2 separate regions of the Anas platyrhynchos genome follow, and region 2 is linked to region 1. The links are chromatin contacts, called in public Hi-C maps. All regions are on one chromosome and are shown on one strand. Each heading gives the region's core, a stretch centred on a gene start, on an enhancer-like site or on the middle of the called end of the contact. The rest is flanking DNA. Distances are from core to core; before and after follow the strand shown. Region 1 overlaps BMP3 (bone morphogenetic protein 3). Region 2 holds the start of CFAP299 (cilia and flagella associated protein 299).

Region 1 (5,749 bases), core at 1,577-4,076:
AAGATCACCTTGTCCAACCTCTGACCCAACACTAACTAGTCCTCCACTAAATCGTATCACTAAGCTCTACATCTACATCTTTTAAAGACCTCCAGGGATGGTGACTCCACCACTTCCCTGGGCAGCCCATTCCAATGCCTCACAACCCTCTCAGTAAAGAAGTTCTTCCTCATATCCAACCTAAACCTCCCCTGGCGCAACTTTAGCCCATTCCCCATCATCCTGTCACCAGGCACATGGGAGAATAGACCAACCCCCACCTTGCTACAGCCTCCTTTAAGGTACCTGTAACATTGCTGAAGTTAAAATACCACTTCCAGCGTTTCAATTGCCTAAAAATTCCTCCTTGGGATGCACAGTTTTGCCATGGGTATAAGCCAGAAATTGCTGTTTGCTGTAAATTTCTTAGCTGTGATCAAATGCACAATTTTCATGTTGCAGTAATGTAATTTTCTTATATAAAGAATGAAATGAAAAGTATAGTTAGTATTGGCATTAATACTGAAATTGTGTGTGCGTACATTTATGTACAAGATTTTTAGATATGCATGGCAAATTGGATGCCTCAAACCTCTTTGAAAATAAGACACTGACATATCTTGTATTTGAGCACTTAAATATAGATGCATACAAATTCATTAGTCTGCTTTTAAAAGTCATTCTTTCCTTTTTACCTGCCAGCAGGCACTTACTTCTTTTAGTTACAGACAAGCTGTTTAAAGCTGCTTAGGGATGTTTAGTATCTAGGTCCTAAATTCAGTGCAATTTGAAAAGCAAACTCACTTTCCAGTACATGATGTATTTTAGTTGATACATTTACATTGTGATAATCGCACACTTGACTGTCACCCACTGAAAATGTGAATGCCCCATGCTGAAAATAATGTGTGCTAAGCTCCATATAGTAAGGTGTAAGCTCATTTTTCTTATTTCCCTTCTTCAGGTTAGAAACCAAGTCATTCTCCAAATGTAAACCCATATATTTACACACCATGAAAATGTCAAGAAGCTTCTCTTCCACCTGCTGTGCTTTCCCCCACCGGGTGGATGAGGTAAGACAATCTTTGTGTTGCAGCGCATATTTTGGAAAGGACAGTGTTACACATCTGGGGTCCTGTTTGATGCTGTGGCACTGGCAAGGGGGTGAAAGCTTTATGTCCTTTTGGTTATGAAAAGCAGCCCAGGCAGGAGGTATGTGAAATCCTCTCAGCTGTGCACAGAACACCTTGCTGCACCCTGCTGTGCTGGACGAGTCCTGATGTGCAGTTTCCCTGCCTGAGCCCATGCAGCCTGCAGAAGGCTTCCCATGCATGAGAGCACTCGTCTGCCTTCACCTGGGCATGGTACACGTCCCTTCCCAGCTCCAGGCTGCTGGGGACACTTTGGGCAGCCCTGTCTGGGTTTGAGGGTGACAGAGGAGGGAGCAGGATGCCACCAAGTCTGGGTGACCCCTGGGAGAGGGGGGCTACACAACCCAGTTACAATCCTTTCCACCTGCCTGCCCCGGATGGTGCAGAGCCCAGCCAAGCCCTGAGATATCTGAGGGGAGATGGCTGAGTACACTTTGACTCAAGATTTTTGTTTTGTTACAATCACGTTGTTTTTCTGCCTTTTGGCAGAAGCTGGGTGGAGGTGAAAAGGGAACATCCCACCAGCCTATTCCCCCGCTGCCCTCAGGGACACAGTTAGTGCTAGTGATTGCATTTCCAGTCACCTCTGTCTCTGCGTGTGTGTGTGTGTGCGCGTTTTTCTTTGGGTGGTGGTTTCCCCTTTGCTTTGCCTCTCGCTTGCAGCCGGAGCCGAAGAAGAGGGCGGTGCGATTGGCTGCTGATTACACAGATCAGCCCCGAGAGCCGGGGCTCACGCTCGCACACCCTCACTCACACACACACACACACACATCCGCACACCACACACACCCCACAAAAACTCACCCGGGCTGCGCCCGCACCAGTCCAAGTGGGGAAGGAGCATCCGGCCGCACGGAGAGCAACACCTCCACCTCTCGCCAAAAATCAACCTGCACAGCGAGGGAAATAAACACCTTCACTGCCAGCACTGGGAAGGACGGGCAGTTTACACGGCAGCGCTTTCCTCCACCCCACTTCTTTTTTTTTTTTTTCTTTCCTTTTTTTTCTTTTTCTCTTTACCAACAAGAGGAAACCCCGTCTCCGGTTTTGAGCACAGCCCCGCTTCTCCTCCCGCTGTCGGGGGCTGCATCTGTCCGAAGCCAACTTCAGCGGGGGTGCCGGTGCCGCGTCGCCCGGTGCCGGCCAGAAGGGCGACTCGGCAACGGGATGGCAGCATCGGCCCGCTGGGTGCTGTGCCTGTGCCTGGGCTGGGGCTGCCTGTGCCTGGCGCTGGGGGACGTGCCCAAGGCTCGCCGGCTTGGGCTGCGGCGACGAGCTGCCCTGGCAGGAGCTCAGGGCGGCCGAGCCAGAGCCGCGGCAGGTGACTACAGCCTGGGACAGCGGCGGGCAGAGCGGCTGCAGCCAGGGGACAAGGTGTCGGAGCACATGCTGCGGCTCTACGACCAGTACAGCGGGGGGCAGGCGGCGGCAGCGCGGCCCCAGGACCCGCCGGGGCTGCCGGCTCCGTCCCTCCGCCGGGGCAACACCGTGCGCGGCTTTCGGCCGCTGGCTGCAGGTGAGACCCCAGCGCCCCCCCCGGGGAGCCCCAGCGTGGAGGGGAGGGGGAGAGAAGAGAGATGAGGAAAGCAGCGCTGCCTGCAGCCACGCTTGTGGTTTGGGACACGGTGCTTACATTGTCCCGTGTGTTTTAATTACCGGGTTATCTGCTCAGCTCGGTACGCGGCGTCTCTGCTGGATGATATCTGAGTACCATATGAGGGAAGTGGACTAATTAATATATCCTCTCCGGAGCCTCCTTTTAGCAGTATTTTGCATGCATAGCTTCTGTTGAAATCACGGGTTGATTTGCATGTGAGAGAGCAGTAGCATGTGCTGGCTGTCCTTTAGACTATCTACGGAACAGTTTGAGATGTTGCTGACGGTAGGGGCGATTAGGGGCAATAGGGAATGAGATGAGCTCAAGGATAGTCTGTGCATGGCAAGTGCTGTACTTCAGCATCTTTGGCAGCAGCAGGTAGATCTCTGTCCTGATTACAGACTGTCTATGCACAGGTAGATGTCTGAAAACATGAACTCGCTTTTCAGAAAAGGATATTTATGGTGGGGGAGAGGTGTATAACATAGCAGTATCGCAGAAGAACCATGTCCTAGCAGAAAGAGAAGGCAGCACTGTCATAGCACTGCATCTCTGGACTCCACTGCTCTGCTCCATAATGCATCTGACCTCTGTCAGGGCTCAATGGAAATGCCACAACCCTAATGAGACTCTCACTGTAATAAACTTCCCAAATCCACTGAATGCTGGAAACTTGCTGTTTGACAACTGTTGGGCCATCCAGAGCAGCCTGCTTTGACAGTCTCTTGGTTTTCATCACACCGAAGGGTTGACCCAGCAGTAAAACCAAGTTCTGTCTGGGAGCTTGTGACCTACACTGATTCCTTTGTCTCCCAGAAAACTTGCTGAGAGCTGGGTGCCAGACTTTGCTGAGGTTTATTTGGGAGTCATTACTGCTGATTCTTCAAAGGCAACAATGTCTATTATAGGATAGCTCTGCACAGAGATCAAATACCGTGAATAATTGAATGGCTTTGGCATGTTAGGATTCTGTGCTACAAACACTCTCCATCATATGTTACCGCAAGTGTTTCTGTCCGCAAGAGAGGATTTAGAGGCTAGAGACTTAAATATGTTCGTTTTAGAGGATGGATAGGTGGGACTCTCGGTTTGCTGTCCCCATGGAGATCTTACGTAGAAGGTACTCTCTTGTCTTTATAAAGTAACCAGTTTTTGAAATATAAATCCAATATATGTTCCTTTGTTCTGAGTTAAGTGTTGCCCTCACTGAAAAAGAGTAAGGTATAATCCAAAACAAAAAAAGGGGGAAAGGTATAATCCAAACAGAGTGTATTTTCTCCTTTAAGCATATCTGATTAAAGATATTTATTGTTCTAAACCTAGAAGGCCTTTGGTTGAAATCCCATCTCTGTGGTCTTTCTGATTATATTTATACTCTCACTTGACGTTGGGTGGCAGCAGTCCTATAAACACACTATTCACTAATCCCTTTCCTCCTCCTCCAATACTTTCACAGTTCAAGTGCCAAAGCAATAAATTGGAAGTGGTTATAAGTTTTTTGACACTTTTATAAGTATTTATGCAAAATATTTAACCAATTGGCTGTTGTCTGTCTCTCCCCGTAGGCAGCAGCAGCTCGTTTGTATGGTTATTGATGGCATCCGAGTGCATTTCCGTAAAAAACCTTAGATCAAATGTTCTTTGGGGTGGCATTGGGGGAATATTAAAAGACTTCTGGTTTCTGGCTTCTTCCTTGCACCCGGCTGCCTGGCCAGCCCTGCGACGCAAACGGCACCTCCACAGTATTTCCTTCTGCAGACGGTTCGTTTCCAGATCTCTGCTTTGACTGCCGGGCTCCTTGGCTGCAGATTTCAGTCTCCCAGTGGCTTGCCTCGGCCATAACGTGGCTGTACCAGTTGTTAATCAGTTCTGTTGCCCTTACTCCTTCACACATTAGACCCTCCCTGCTGCTAACCCCTTCAGGAGACAGCTTTTGGTCTGCGATGAGCAGAACTCCCCTAAGAATCCACTGGTTTCTCCTGCATTTGCAGCAAGAGGCCGTGTAGGAAAACTTTGGTGACTTCATGTGCATTTTGAGCATATATTTGGCAATTTAACCATGTATTTTCAGGAGATAAACAATTCCTTTTCAAAAACACACCGCTCGAATAGAGCTATGAAACCTTTCTGTCCATGTTTTTCCCCTAAAGGACTTCTGGCTCTTTGGCAGCATGAGGAAAGCCTTTCCAGCTCCTGCAGGTAACCCACCAGGCAAATTTTGGGGACCCTAAAAGATACTGTGGTGTGCAATGAGATTAAGAACTGGTAGGATCTGTTGATACTCCTCCCTGTTTCTAGTCCAAGAAAAGTGGTGCTGCCTGTCAGAGCTGCAGTCTTGCAGGAGACAGGCCCAAAGAAAACCCAAGATGTGGTTACTGAGAAGAAGCACGTTAACAATGGCAAGATGCAAGTTTTCCTTTCTGTGGATCAGTCCTCCAAGGGGACAGGGTGAGAGCTTCTACCCTGTGTGGGCACGTTTCAGGGGTCCATCTGATGCTGCCCCACAGTCTTCCACACACCAGATTTCACAGACAGGCTGGATAATTGGTGGTTTTGTTGCTCATTTGGGGATTTTGGGCCTTTGACTTTGATGACCACTCACATGCTCTTGTATTCTGGCAAATTTGGTTTTCATCTCTCCCACCAAGTTATCTCAGAACAGAATTGTCCAGTTTGAGTTGCTCAGAAAAATAACCTGTGATGCCCATGACAAAGCTGAAAAAGCCCCAAGCCCCAAATCCATTTTCAGAGCAGTAAGGATTTACATCATCTACAGAACATGCAGTCCCATCCCAGCACCATTTTTTGTGGATTGAACTGCCCTTGTTTACCTTTACATATTCAGTCAAAGGATGCTCAGCCCATGATTTCTGGGAAGCTGTCAGGCTACAAGTGCAGTGTTGTGGGATATTTATGGGATGGCGCTAGTGGCCCTCATCTTACTTAGACCAGGCAGCATGGCAAGCTCTGCTTAAATAGAAATCCTGAGCCAGAGCCTTCTCCAGTTCTCTGCAAGTCTCGC
Region 2 (5,749 bases), core at 919-3,418, 220 kb before region 1:
ATTTCAGAAGAAAATGGGGGTTATAAATAACTCCAATGCAATTACAACCCGCATGACAGCTGCCCTCACAGGCTATCAGGCACAGGTTTGGTGCCAGAGTGATGTGTGCGAGGAGATGGAGTGGGCTTTGGGGTCCTCGGGCCAGAGGCCAAAACTGCGGGGTGTCCACTGTGCTTGGAGCGGTTTGGGAGAGCGATGGCGGTGCTAACCCATCTTTGTGTCCCCCCCTTGCTTTCCACAGGCGCATTTCACATCCGAGTGCCAGTTCCGGGAGCGCTTCCAGGAGAACAGCTACAACACCTACGCCTCGGCCGTGCACCGCGGCCGCCGCTCGGGCCGCGAGTGGTACGTGGCCCTCAACAAGCGGGGCAAGGCCAAGCGGGGCTGCAGCCCCCGCGCCCGCCCCCAGCACGTCTCCACACACTTCTTGCCCCGTTTCCGACAGCCCCCCCCGCCGCAGCTGGCCTTCACCGTCACCCGGCCCGAGAAGAAGCCGCCACCACCTCCTCCGCCACCACCACCAAAGAAAACGGCAGCGGCCACCCCACCGCGGCACAGCCACGGCCCTGTCAAGTACCGCCTCAAGTTTCGCTTCGGGTAGCCGTGCCACAAGGAGGCTGTGGGGGATTTTTGGGGAGGAGCGGAGCCCGGTACCCCTCCCCATTCCCAGATGGGATGGATGTGGGGGCACTGGTGGAGCGGAGTGGGCGCTGCTGTCGTGGATGGGGAGTGAGGCGCAGGCGTTGCTCTGCTGCTGCTGAGGGAAGCCATGAGGGGCCTCCGCCTCGGACGTGTTTTCTTGCACCGTTTTCGCTGGTGATGCTGTCGACAATCATTTTCGTACAAGAGTTACGTCCAGTAACTCTCAAGTGCCAGAGGGTTTTGGAACTGTGTTGGCAATAATATATCTCTTTGTAAAGGCTGTTAGGGGGAGGACGGCCATTTGCAGACGTGCAGCCCCGTGGATACACTGATCAGAGTTGGTCTGCACACACCTGGAAAACATTTATGCTGAACCTGTGGGGAACCATAAAACCTCTGCTCTCCTACCAGGGCCTCACCCTGCACTTCATTCATTAATTTAAATGTGGTGGTGGTGTTGTAAGGAAGAGCGTGGTGTGGCAGCACTGGCAGCGAAGCTGTTGCAGGTTAATGTGAGCAGGATGGGCTGAAAACCCCTCCTGGTCCCAAACGGGTTTGCTGGTCAGAAGGAGGCTGACAAGGTGAAAATAGATGGGTAAATACCTCTGTTAAACTAAAAGCAGTCTGTAGCTGACTTGAGAGAGTTTTAAGCAATAAAGGTAACTTTTTGAGTGTGTCAACCTTCTTGCGTTTCACAAGCCTTGTCAGCCTTGCTGTGCTTTTGTTTGCAGCTGGCAATTGCATCTGAACCCTTTGCGAGGGGCACAGAGCTGCCTGGCCTCCCAAGCCTGGGGTTAATGAGCAGCCATGCTGCAGGCAGCCCTGCAAAGGGCACCGGGACACGTGCCCTGCTGCACCTCACCCGCTGCAGGACTCTTGCATGATGCCTCGAGCTCTTTGTCAGCAAGGCTGCAGACGGTGCTATTGCACAATGTGCACCGACTCCTAAAACTCGATTTTTTTATTTTTTTTTCTCCTCTTCCCTTTGCTTTCTGAGTCATCTTTTACCGCAGCCTTTGCAGATATAAAAAGGCTTCAGACATTCATTAGGCACGGAACTGCATGGAGAGAGGCTCGCGAATGTCAGCTCAAAGCGTGACGCAAACAAGTGCTGAAAAAACTGAAATGAAAAAAAAAAAGCAAAAGAAAGAAAAAATAAAGCAAAAGGGCAAAGGAAAATAAAGGAAAAGGACAATTAAAAATAAAGGAAAAACACAAAAGTAGGGCAGAAAGCAAAAAAAAAAAAAGGAAGAAAAGAGGAAAAGGGCAAAAAAGTAAGGAATAGGATAAAGAAAAGGCAAGAAAAAAGGGAAAAGGGCAAAAAGTGCAATGGAGGGGGAGAAGGTGAAAAAATAAAAGAAAAAATAATAGGAAGAAGCAGAAAAAAAAGCAAAAAAGGAAAAAGCAAAAGACAAAAAAAAAACAAACGAGGGAAAAACAGCAAAAAGAAGCAAGAAAAATGCAAAAAAAAAAAAAAGAAAAAAAGTAAAAAACAAAGACAAAATGGAAAAAAAAAAAAAAAAGCCCCAAAATAAGAAAAGGTAGAGGCGCAAGGGCACCGACCAGCCTCACCCCTCCCTGTGCCGCCGGCGGCCGTTGGGGCGTCCTCGCGCCGGCCGTTACCACAGCGGCGGGCGGGAAGGGCGCGATGGCTGAGGGGCCGCCGGAGCAGCCGCTGGAGGAGCCGCCTGAGGAGCCGGAGGAGCCGGAGGAGCAGCCGGCGGAGCAGCCCTTCGGCTCCTACGAGCAGTACCTGGAGGCGCAGGTGACGCCGAGGGACCTCTACTACCTGGAGGTAGGCGCCGGGAGCGGGCAGAAGGGTCCCGGGGGGTGTGTGGGGGGTGTGTGGAGGAGCCGCGCTCGGCTCCTGAGGGGAGGTGGGCTGGCAAAATGCTGCTGGGCGAGGTGCTTGGTGTCTGGTAACTGCCCCGCTCCTCTCAGCGTGAGCCATTTGCAGGTGGTGCGGCCGCTGTGTGCAGGTAAGCCCCCAAACTGGGCTGAATTCAGTCTGAAGCGGAGCATGGGACGTGGCAGCAGAGCTCACGTGTGCAGCAGAAGCTCTGGGAGCTCAGAAGCAAGCCTCAAGTTGCAGGTCATGGCCAGAAAGCCTGTTGTGTGAGCAGCAGTTTGGTAGCTGAGGTCCACCCAGAGCAGCCAAAGACAGCAAGAAATGCCCCTCTGTCTGGAAGTACAACATGAGGTGAACGCAATGGGGCTGGCTCTGATGTGCAGTGCTGCCTTTGAGCCACTGCTGCACTGTTTTTTTAACTAAAACGGGGAAGATCTTGCTGTGTCCACTGCTTATGAAGCATGACTTCTAGCCTGAATCATAGCGAGGGATGCACGTGGTTGAACAAGTCACATCATGGTGATACTCAGCTGGTGCTGACCGCTGAATATTTGGTCTCTAAAAATGACAGTGCCCATTGCTCAGTGGAAAACATTTTGGGTTAAGTCACGAAAGGTTTTCTGTCACAGGCTTAGAGGTAACAGGTATTGAAAACAGTCACCGTTGCCTACTGGTTTGCTTTCAGAAAGGGCCTGCCTATCCTCTTTTGGCTCTAAGAAACCTGGACCTCTTCTGGCAGCTTTCCTGCAGCTCCTGAAAAGTTGGCCAGAGCTCCTGGATGGGTGGAAGTGGCAGGAGGTATTTCCTGTGGCATTTTGCCTGTCAGCTTATCAGGTGCCTCAGCCTGGAGAGGAAATACCTCACTGCCTGAGCACTGAACTCATCAGTGCTACTCTGCTGTGTGGAGATTAATTTAACCTCAGGAATCATTTTCCAGCCAGACATATAAAAAGCAAGACACGTGTTCTTTCCTGAGGTGAGGTGCAGGAAGGAACAATGCAGGAAGGAACCTGTGGGCCTTCAGCTGCTGTGCTTCCTTTGTTGCTGACCGATGAGTCTTGGATCTGCCAGCATCTGTGGTGGTATTCAACACAGAGTGCCTAAGGCCTCTTGGTGAGGTGGTGCAGAGCTGTACCTTTGGGTCTTCCTTAGGCTCCAGTGATGCACAGCCCACAGGTTACCTGCGGCCCTGCCTGCCTTGGTGCAGCTGATTTCACAGGTGTATTGGGCAGATTGCCTTCAGCTTTGCCCAATTACTTTATCTAGCTAAGGAAGGGCCAAGGAGCCCTTCTCTGCTTGCCTGAATGTCTGCAGGGTAGTGTGGGGGCCTGCTGGGAGGTGGTTCCTCTGGGTGCAGAGCAGAGCTGCGTCCCTGCAGCTCAAGTTGTCAGTGGGGGCAGTTGGGGTCCAGCGCTGAAACTGCTCCCTGACCACATCCCTCTTCCTCCCGCAGAGCGAGGAGGTGGCACGGCAGCTGGCAAGGCTCGGCTTCATCGGCTCCAAGGATGTGCTGCAGCGGGAGGAGTTTGAGGCCCAGCAGGCAGCGGCAGCGGCACTCATGGCATCAGCCTCTCAGAAGTAAGTGTGTGCCCATGGTGCTCCTCACTGGGCACCTGCCCTGGAGCTTTCTGGAAGTTCTTTCACCCTTACTGAATTCCTTCCACTCTCTCCCTTAAATGAAGTCATCCCCAAAAGCAGAGTCCTGTCTGTCAGGCCTCATTTGTGGCAGGGATTGCATTGTGTCTCCACATCCTTCCCCTTGCTTCCCAATACCTGTCAGGGATGTGCAGGAGGAATGAGGCGGCTACATTGCTTGGGAGTTAGGCTTGGTGATCCTTGTGGGTCCCTCCCAACTCAGCACATTCTATGGTTTGAAGGTGGTAGGTATGTTTGAGACACCAAAATATTGCTGCTTGGGAACAAAGTAACGTGCTTTGATAGGCATATTGTCTTTTTGAAGCTGCAGCTAAGATATAGCAATTTTCTAACACGTCAGACTTCTGTGATTAGTATTTACAGTACAGTGAACATACTGATGGGAAAGAGGTAGCATATGAGAAGGGGAAAACCTTTTCTTTCCTGGGTCATTGTTAGGCTTTGAGGATTGAGTTGATTGAGTCGTGTAGCCTACAGTCCTTTTCCTGTCAACAGCAATAGGTAAGCTAGTCCTGAACCCTTGCTAGTGTTTCCTTGAGATCAGGGAGACCGAGGTTGCCGTGGGACTGCATGTTTAATGTAGTGTAGCTGAAACATAGCACTCTTAGGCTTATGAGAATGAGCACTTGGGAAGTCTTAATTGTCTCAGGAGGAGGGCCTGGTTGGATATCATTACAAGGTGTCTGCTCTTTTATGGCAGCTATTTCTCTTCTATTCTTCCAAGCCCTTGAAAAGAGTGTAGATGTAATCTCCAAAAGTCTCTGACAAAGGAAGTTCAAGCAGTGCATATGGTAGGTTTCTAGGCTGTTTTTTCTTTTTGGCTTTTGCCATCTCATACTTGTTACAGCATGTGTAGCTACAGCACATGCTTTCCAAGAAAACTCAAATTGCTCTGAGAACTCAGTGCTTTGCAGAGAAACCTCATCATATCTTGGGGCTGGTTCCCTCCACCATGCATTTTATGTAGCCTTTTTTCACTCTGTTTAGCCAGTCTGTAAGTGTTAACACATTTAACTGTTTTCTCTTCTGTTTTTTCCGTTTGTATACCTCTTGAGAGAAGGAAAAAAAAGAAAAAAGAACAATAAAATCCACAAAAAAACACCTCTTCCCTTTTCCAAATAGCCAACATTTTTGGTGCCTTGCTGTAAGTAATTATACAAGTATACCATTGTAATAATGTATACTTTATCAAGAGGCTAGGTGAATAGTAGAGCTGCTGAGCCATCTTTTCCTCCTGTGGTGCTCTTCTGCTTTCATACTATAGTAAAATTATCACTTACTAATTTAGCAGCATTAATCGAGTGCCTTTCATAGTGTTTGTGGGCTAAGAACATATGTACAGAGTAGTTATGCTAACACCATACTTCATGTACAGTCCTGTAACAATTTCTATTTCAGGCATAACTTAAGCTTTTTTCAAATAATTGACTGTTTTTTCATTATATGGGGAAACTCATTTTGCAGAATTGCAGGCTTAATTATCTGAATACAGACATAAAGGATTTCTTTTGTGTCCTACATGTTTAAACTTCCAACTGCGTGCGGCTGGTACTCAGTTTGTGTGCAGCCAAATGAAGCTGATGGTGACAGTGTTGGGTTGAT

The links. A called contact is a pair of places that touch in the nucleus more often than the background predicts.
Region 2: a contact with region 1 is called in a Hi-C map of F5 follicle, with 2.8 times the contacts expected there. The contact joins the promoter of CFAP299 here to the enhancer-like site in region 1. A contact is called at or near these places in 3 of 8 Hi-C or Micro-C datasets (F5 follicle, liver and subcutaneous adipose tissue).

What each region holds. Positions count from the first base shown.
Region 1 is chr4:48,967,063-48,972,811 of IASCAAS_PekinDuck_T2T, reverse strand. It overlaps BMP3 (bone morphogenetic protein 3), which reads left to right. Exons shown (of 7, transcript XM_072037554.1): 4 at 944-1,052; 5 at 1,794-2,646. Among named protein-coding and RNA genes, the nearest start is that of BMP3, 15 kb to the left of the region's middle. Within about 2 kb of position 2,826, at least 2 of the 8 cell types and tissues checked have an H3K27ac peak or open chromatin away from gene starts, as enhancers often do. A contact at or near this core is called in F5 follicle, where this site is marked.
Region 2 is chr4:49,185,221-49,190,969 of IASCAAS_PekinDuck_T2T, reverse strand. CFAP299 (cilia and flagella associated protein 299) reads left to right here and starts at 2,168. Exons shown (of 8, transcript XR_011809167.1): 1 at 2,168-2,437; 2 at 3,945-4,069. FGF5 (fibroblast growth factor 5) reads left to right here. Exons shown (of 3, transcript XM_038178910.2): 3 at 242-1,322. The coding sequence ends at 601.